Linked DNA regions of Mus musculus: region 2 is linked to region 1. Evidence: chromatin contacts called from public Hi-C data. All regions are on one chromosome and are shown on one strand. Each heading gives the region's core, a stretch centred on a gene start, on an enhancer-like site or on the middle of the called end of the contact. The rest is flanking DNA. Distances are from core to core; before and after follow the strand shown. Region 1 overlaps Gm30507 (a long non-coding RNA gene). Region 2 overlaps Nrip1 (nuclear receptor interacting protein 1).

Region 1 (4,021 bases), core at 161-2,660:
CTTTGTTCCATGCTCTAAGTTTACTCTACGAGGTCAGTGTGCAGACTTCTCTAGAAAAGAGAATTTCCTGGGGCAGACTGACCCAGGTTGTACAGGAATGTAAATAAAAATGATTGAGGATTCCTTTCTTTGCATAGAACAAATATTTCATGACTTTGTATATTATAATCCTCTTTCTCGTGTCTAACAAAGACATCATAGCATCAGCCAAATACTTAAAGCCTACTATTAAGATAAAAGCATTACTCCAATTTGTCATCACTTCTATTTAATTATATTTGTAAAAGAAGTGTGATTAATGGCACAGAAAGCAGATGCTTTGTAAGAGTGACAGCCATGTCACTGTGAACACAAAACGTTCCTCTGAAATGGACTCCAGGGTCTTCTGCCTAGCAAACTTGGGCAAGCGTGGACGTGCAAGAGAGAGCTGCCACAGTAATGTTTTAGTATTGCCATAGCTTTGGATGAGATTCTCTTCCACGTGAACAAGTCTTTCCTCATTCCTGACATCACTAACCTTTAGCAAGTCTATGGTTCCTCCATTCCACAGCCTTTGTAAAAACAGGAATGAATCTGCTACATGGTGTTCTGTACGTGAGCTTAAGAACGTTACTTACTGTATTCCAGAACACATTACTCCTTCAGGCTAGGGATACACCTGCATGACGGAACATCTCCTACCATGTGTGCATTCCTGTGATTGCTTCCTAACACCACAAAGGGCACAAAAAAAAAAAAAAAAAAAGGCAAAACCTTAAGCTCTCAGAGTCAGCATTATGAACGCAAGCCAGGACACGCTAAACTTTTCCTGAGGCAGAGTCCAGTCGAAAACTTTATGACAATCTTCCTGGATTGAGCTTTGCCTAAGATCTTCCCGTTGGTCATGAGACAGTCAGGGGACTAAAAGTGTGTCACTTGATTAAGTTTTTCAGGCTGATAACAAGAAGGTAAGCAACTATGTTATCCAGGAGGTTCCAAAGTCCCATGTCCATTCTGGGTCAACTACAATAATTCCCCTTCCTACGTCCAGACACTGCCTGTCACCTAAAGCCCATTAGGGGGCAATTTCCTAAAGCTGAACCCGAAGAGATTATGGGCTGCCCAGCTCAACCGAAGAAGCCAGCTAGTGTGAGTCACCAGAAAGTTCCTATAACCTAAGAACTTCTCTTACAGAAAATGCTACTTCCCAGGCTATCAAAAGAATCATCTTTCCCCTCAGGGCAAGGCTGGCTCTGCACACACAAATAGAGAGCATTTTCTTCGGCCTCCAGTTCAGATGGAGAAGAGTGATTTCTGTGTTGTTTATGTTCACTTGCTCTTTCAACCTAAGTTCAAAGGTTTGACTGCACCTCAGCACTTCAAACCCTTGGGCGGTGATCGCAACGTTCCATTGCATAGACACTCCTGAGGGGGGCAACATTGAACCTGTCAAGGATGGTTTCCCCTGCTTCTGGGCTCTAATGCTTCTCTCTCTACCAGTAGAGCTTTCAGCAGGAAAGACTCATTGATTTAGAAAGAAAAATGCTCCAGGTTCAAAGTTGAGCCAAGCAGTCCTTCCGTCCCACCAACAAATGCTAAGTACATATTCACTCGTGTTTGCTTTCTCAAGAGAGATTAGGAAAAGGAAATAGGAACACATTTGTATAGAATTTTCCTGAATCAAAAGTTATTATTGAAACCCAATACTATCCTGAAGCAAACAACCTTCTATACACAGTTTTAATATCAATTAGTTAATTGAAAATACTAATTGCCTATAAAAACATTCCATTTTCACTGAAAAACATCCACAACACATAAAGTATATTTAAATATACGATACACTAGGAAACAAAACAACCTGGAAGCACTGCTAATTACTTTGTCTTGCCAAGTTTGAACAAAGGGGATTCAATTTTGTTTCTTTAGTTCTGGGAACTGAACCCAGGGTCCTGTGCATGAGAAACAGAGAGTCAGAAACTCCAAATGTTGAACAAACTTTGACTTCCTCATAGAAAAATGAACCAGTGATTTCTCTAGACTCTGAGGGAAAAGCAGTCTTTTCAGATTATAAACTGTGAATGCCCTTCTCTTTCTAGACCACTGTGTTATGACAAATTGGCTACGTTTTATAACTGAGCAATGTTTTGACTCTTGGGGAATACTATAAAGTATGGAAAAACATGTGAGTATACATGTACTCTCATATAACCCAATAAGCTTACGTCAGTATAAGTGTTTTTGAACTGACTGTAATAGTCTAAGAGTTTGTGTTGACAGGAAGCACATAACCAAACACATGATTATGTTAGTAACCATATAAATATAAACTTTAGTGAACTAGAGCATTTCATTCTATATTACTTCACTAAGAAAATGTACTTGCTGCCTTAAGACTCCTTCACTGTACACTGATGAGCAGCTAGGATTCTCAAAGACTCTCAAATCCTCAGCGTTCTGTTGACTTCGGATTATGCACTTCTCTTGTTCACAGGGACCCTTATCCACTTGACACTCACTAAGCCACTGCTGTGAACTTTGCTTTGAGTTTGATCTCAGTGCTCTCCAAAGCCACTAATCATTTCTTCAATGTAAAACACAGTGAGTGCTTGGACATCACATATTTAATATTTTTGAATGATATTGCTACTTTCCTTAAAAATTTGCATTAAAATCCAACTCCTGGGGCCCCAGAAATATGACCTTACTTGGAAGTAGAGTCATTGCAGATGTAATTTGTAATAGGATGAGGTCATACTAGAGTAGGCTGACCCTTCCGCCAATATTTCTGGTACTCTTATCCATAAATGTGTCTCTGATGTTAGAGACACAATGTGACAGTACAGACAGATTGTTGTGCACTCCCAAACCAAGGCAACCAAAAATTTCTGGAGAACCATAAGAGAATCAGGAAAGGCAACAAAGAGTTACCCTACAGATTGTAGAGGTGGCCTGTAGCTTCCAACAACTCCAAAGAACCTCGAGACAATAGAGCACTATAGTTTTCAGAAGCCTGGCTTAGAGTAGTTCACCATGGAAGTCTACTGCATACCTTAAGACCACTAAGCCCTGCACTGTATTTTTTTCAAACAACCATACTACAGTCTCAACAAGATTCTTCCCAGTTCCTAATATGCTGAGGTTCCTTGAGACACCGAAAAAACCTCACACTCTATGACCATGTATATGTTAGGGCTTGTCAAGTTCATAACCATAGTTTGCCTACATCAACCAATGAACTATATGACTATATAGCAGAGCAAGCTCAATCATACACAAAGGGCATATCCACTCTGAGTTAATATACATCCTTCCATTTATTTCCCCAAAAGTAAAGCAAAAATAGTTCTACAGTAAGTCTTCCCATGTCCTCTAGTTTTCCAGTATTTTTTGAAGAAAGACATATATGCGTGTGGACCCTTGACATAAAGATGAACAAGAGATCTTAAAAATGCTGAGGCAGTCACCATGCTTTTCCCTTCCTCTTCCTCTATTCTTCATGAGTGGTGACATATCTGATGGTTTCTACAAGCCACAGTTGCTTCTCAGTAAGCCCCAGTATGGGATCCATTTCATTTTGGCTGAAAGTAAAATATTCTACCTGTAATGTATAATAGAAACATTGAACATTTATGGAACCAAAAATAAGTTTAAGAAACAATACCCATATAAAATTAGAACACGGTGGGGATTTTTTTTTGAAAGAATGGAATTGAAGTTCTAAATGAATAGATGTATGTAATGCCTTAGTATAGGACGCTATATACATGTGATACCTCTCAAAATTATTTCATGTATTTAAATCCTACTCCAGTAAAAAAAGTAATATTTAGCATTGAAAAATAAAATATGTTGGAATAAAGCTATTCAATGAGACAAAAGATTCCTACGATGAAAACCTTAAGATACTGAAGAATTAGAGAAGACATTGGAGTCAAGCTGTGGTGTCACACACCTTTAATCTCAGCACTTGGTAGAGGAACGCAAATCTCTGAATATGAGGCCAGCTTGGTCTATAGAGAGAATTCCAGGAAAAGTCAGG
Region 2 (4,114 bases), core at 255-2,754, 150 kb after region 1:
CTCCATCTCTCAGTAATGTTGTGTCTACTTATTGTTGTTCTCATTGTGACTGGGAGTCACTCATTTTTCTTTTACGGGCCCCAAGTATCTGTCATGTCTGTTGCAAGAGCATCTAGCTGACTCTCAGTAAAGAGCTGTTAAGTAAACAGGAGCCTTAAATCCTGAATCGATGAGTACAACCTACTTTGGAAAAAAATCACAAAAGGAGAGTGAATGGTACTTATTTTTCTCTTAATTGCTTTATATCCACACAGTCACACTTTCAGCCCTTTCTCCATACAGCCTCCAGGGTCTACTTTGGAGCTCTGTCTATCCCACAGACGATAGGCCTACCCGTGTAGTGGGACTGTCTTTCCTACAGTTTAAATGTCCCGTGTCACCTGCCTGGTAACCAACACTGCACAAGTCTTCTAAGGACATACATTAGCAAGCCCAGAGCCACCTCCCATCAGCAGCCAAGTTGTCAGCTTAGCTGTGCTCGTCATTACACCTAGAATTGTAACTGAGTAAGATGTCCCAATCCAAGGCTTTACAAGTAGACAAAAGACATCTCCTTGAAAGTGTTGTTTATTCCAGAGAATAATCAAGCAAACAAAAAACTAACAAAAAGGAAAAAAAAATGAAGAAGACATTCAGATAATTAGAGGGGAAAAACATTAGGATTTTTTCAATTATGACATTTTTTTTTCAATCAGCTTAATAAAAACATCCCTGTATCATTTTATGTAATACAATTTAACCTTATTCTGACCTTCCTCATGAGACAAACAAGCCTCTGCATCCAGTAAGGTTCCGTCTGAACTATGGACGTTGATAAGCAATACCTTAATTGCATTCATTTACATGACTTTGAAACTATTCTGGGCTGAAGTCATGACTGCAAGGTCACAGAACACAGAAAAGCAGGACGTGTACCTAGGAGAAAAGATCCACTGACAAGGACAGGAAGCACCCCCTTCACCCCGAGTTAGGAGACATCAAAGGAGTGATGCAATCAACAGGTGCACGCACCCATGCATGCCGGCACATCTGTGCACGCACACTCAGGCCCACTTTACAATCACATACAGAACAATAAGAATATGTTTGAATAAGTCCATCACATACTCTTGGCTCTCATATCTGCCTAAAACTGGGGTAAAGAGGCATTCCATATCCTTTAGCAGCATTAAAAAAAACCCAAAACACATGATAGAGCTAGTATTTTCTACCATCACACAACGATTTCTAGAAACTAATATATGTGTACGTATATACAGTTATAAATAAAGGATGTTATGTATATTAAAATTCTAACTCTGTAATGTATACAGCACCCTTTGTTTATAATTGTTTCCCTAGTTGACCCATATATAACACAACAACCTTACATAAGGGTCAAGGAAACTTATGGAGGAAGGGAGCACAAAGATAATAAAAGCCAGAGAACAGGAAGTCCTCTACGAGATTGTATCTGGCAAAAATGACTGGGAGGCATCACCCACGAATCCTCAACAATATGGCTGCATAAACAAGGTCTGGGCAATGACACCACCAATCAACATGCAAGCATGGGGGAGGGGACTAGAGGATCTTACTGGTCCCCACCCATAGACACACAACTACAGATAACTACAACTAAGAAGCTAAGCAGGAGAGAATGGAGAAATAGTCTTCTCACCAGTATAGCAAAGGGATTCGACTGGGCAGGTTGTTTTTTATGTATCTTTTGCATTTATTTACCTATTTAAAGATAACTACTAGAGAAAAGCAGGCCATGAATTTGAATGGGGTGGGGGCTGGAAAAGGGAGGGGGAATTGATGTAGTTGTATTTTAATTAAGATTTTCTTTCCTCCTTAAAAAAAAAAGATCTATGAGGGTAAGGTGGTAGCTCGGTGGTGGAGTGCTTACATAACATGCACAAGATCTTTCCATCTCCAGATTAAAAAGAAAAAGCCATGAGTTTCTGTTTCATTTTTAATAAGTGGAACAAGCATATGTTCCACTAACTGACTAGAAGACCGCACTTCCAATGTCTCGGGTCCAGTCATACTGCATTAATAAAAGAAAGGAAATACCATAGGTTGAAAGAAATCCACTACCATAAATGACAGGGCACAAGGAGTACTCTTCAAACGCCAAAACGTATCAAGATACACTGAAACAACAACCCTATAAAACAGTTCCTCTACCATAATAAAATGCAAGTCTAAAATAAATTAGATACCACAACACTTTAATTCACCTAAAGAAAGGAAAGTAAACTACACAGATGGGCTGTAAAATACGAATAGATAGATAGATAGATAGATAGATAGATAGATAGATAGATAGGTATATATAGATATATTAGATTCTTTTATTATCTATAGATATAATATATATTATATAGCTAATATATACATTAGATATATTAGCACCAACATAAAGCATCAAATGTTTGTTTGTTTGGGGTTTAATGTACTATCCCAGGAAACTGTCCCAAAATGCTTCTCTCAGTCAAGTCTCCTATATTTAATTTACTAAGCAAACCCTTTGACACTATGCCACCTAAACCAACCTTTTGCAATATAAAAATGACTTAGGGGAAGAGAAACGACACTACAAAAGCCGTGCTTCGTCACCTTCTCTCTGTAGAGAAGTGAAAACATGTTTAGCTCTATAAGAGGAAATTCTCGCACATAGTTTTTGATCAGAAGGAGTATGATGCTGAACTCAAACTCCCAGCACGGCTTCCTATGGACTTCCCTACAGCTTTCCATTGCGCTAACACCTCTGATGGCATGGGGCCCAGCCCACTGCAACCTAGGATCCTCTAGGAAGAACTGGGATGGGTTGAGTGCACACCTACCACGCTGTATGTCTAACTCGCTCCAATAGCATCAGATCACATACGTCACCTTCTCTTTTTCTGGATGCTCACGCCTGTGGAGGTCAGAAGCTGAGGCTGGGTGTCCATCGCATGTTCTGAGACAGAGGCTCTGCCTGAAGGTGGAGCGCACCAGCCCATCGTGCTGGTCTAGCTGGGCCCTGCGTCCACAGCCCAAGTGTTAAAAGACTGCAGGTTCTAAGCATCTGACTCCTTGTTCTCATGCTTACACGGCAAGCGCCTTGCTGACTGAGCCTCCTCCCTACCCCCACTGTGTCCTTTTAAAGTAATAAATTAGAAGGCTTTATTTGTATATATAAATTAATTTGCTTTGGATGAGCTTCGTTTTGAAATACAATTCAAGGTCAATTTTTAGCTTTACAAGAGGAATTTCTCTCTCTCTCTCTTTTTTAACCAGAACGGGTGTGAGGCTGAGTTCAAACTCCCAGCACTGCTTCCAGTGGACTTTGCTACATCTTTTTATTTGCACTAACACTTCCAGTGGCATTTTTGTTTTCTAATAAAAAGGCCACATTGTTTCTCTCGACACTTCTTCAAAGCCCACCTCACTGACAGTGGTTTAAGCTCCTAGCACATTGATTGTGATATTATCCTAAGTTCTAAAACAGCCACAAAATGTCAGGATTTTCCCACTCCTCGGACATTTACAAGACATAGATGCCAAGGTTTATAATCACAACTTGACCACCGTTTATTGTTAAATATTGGTATAACTGGAAACCAATTATCTTAACAGTATAGCATAGCTTTCTGGAAAGAAAAACATCACACAAAATGAAAAAGAAGATGAGGGAAAGTGATCTCCGGGTGTTGGATCATACTTAGAAATGGAATATTAAATGTGCATTCGTCTCTGCGTTCCGTGTGGAGAAGCATGGGTTGAAGAAAGGGGGCTGGGCCTATAACCCAGTTACACGGAAGTTCTGGCCGGCCTCTGCAGCGAGAAGGTGCACACGCCAATTCTGCATCACACGCTTAGACGACTGGAGCAAACTCCACCCACCGTGCCCGCATGGGGCTCTGACATTTTCCTTTTCCTTTTCTGTAGATCACAATGCTTCAACATCATAATGATCTATTTATCTGAAAGACTTTCCCTCTGGAACAGCCTAGGACACAATGCCACCATGCCTCTGGTAGGCACAGTGATCAATCAAGATTCCACCCCCTCCATGTGGCCCACAAACTATATCGTTCTGCTTGTTTCACACTACTGAAGCAAACGAAGATGATTCCTGTATACC

Evidence for each region. Hi-C and Micro-C count contacts between places; a contact is called where the count stands out from the background.
Region 2: a contact with region 1 is called in a Hi-C map of pancreatic cancer cells, with 2.7 times the contacts expected there. The contact joins two enhancer-like sites. A contact is called at or near these places in 4 of 39 promoter capture datasets (the 3T3-L1 cell line, 3T3-L1-derived adipocytes, hippocampal neurons and 1 more), 1 of 15 datasets of contacts at CTCF or cohesin (pro-B cells), 53 of 484 Hi-C or Micro-C datasets (the 63-12 cell line, the AML12 cell line, B cells and 38 more) and 6 of 115 datasets of contacts at active chromatin or transcription factors (bone marrow-derived macrophages, a colorectal cancer cell line, double positive thymocytes and 3 more).

The regions. Positions count from the first base shown.
Region 1 is chr16:76,200,976-76,204,996 of GRCm38.p6, forward strand. All of the region lies in intron 2 of Gm30507 (a long non-coding RNA gene), which reads right to left. Among named protein-coding and RNA genes, the nearest start is that of Gm30507, 47 kb to the right of the region's middle. Within about 2 kb of position 1,411, at least 58 of the 459 cell types and tissues checked have an H3K27ac peak or open chromatin away from gene starts, as enhancers often do. A contact at or near this core is called in DN3 thymocytes and Th17 cells, where this site is marked.
Region 2 is chr16:76,353,512-76,357,625 of GRCm38.p6, forward strand. The region is part of intron 1 of Nrip1 (nuclear receptor interacting protein 1); the gene reads right to left. Among named protein-coding and RNA genes, the nearest start is that of Nrip1, 17 kb to the right of the region's middle. Within about 2 kb of position 1,505, at least 53 of the 459 cell types and tissues checked have an H3K27ac peak or open chromatin away from gene starts, as enhancers often do. A contact at or near this core is called in DN3 thymocytes and Th17 cells, where this site is marked.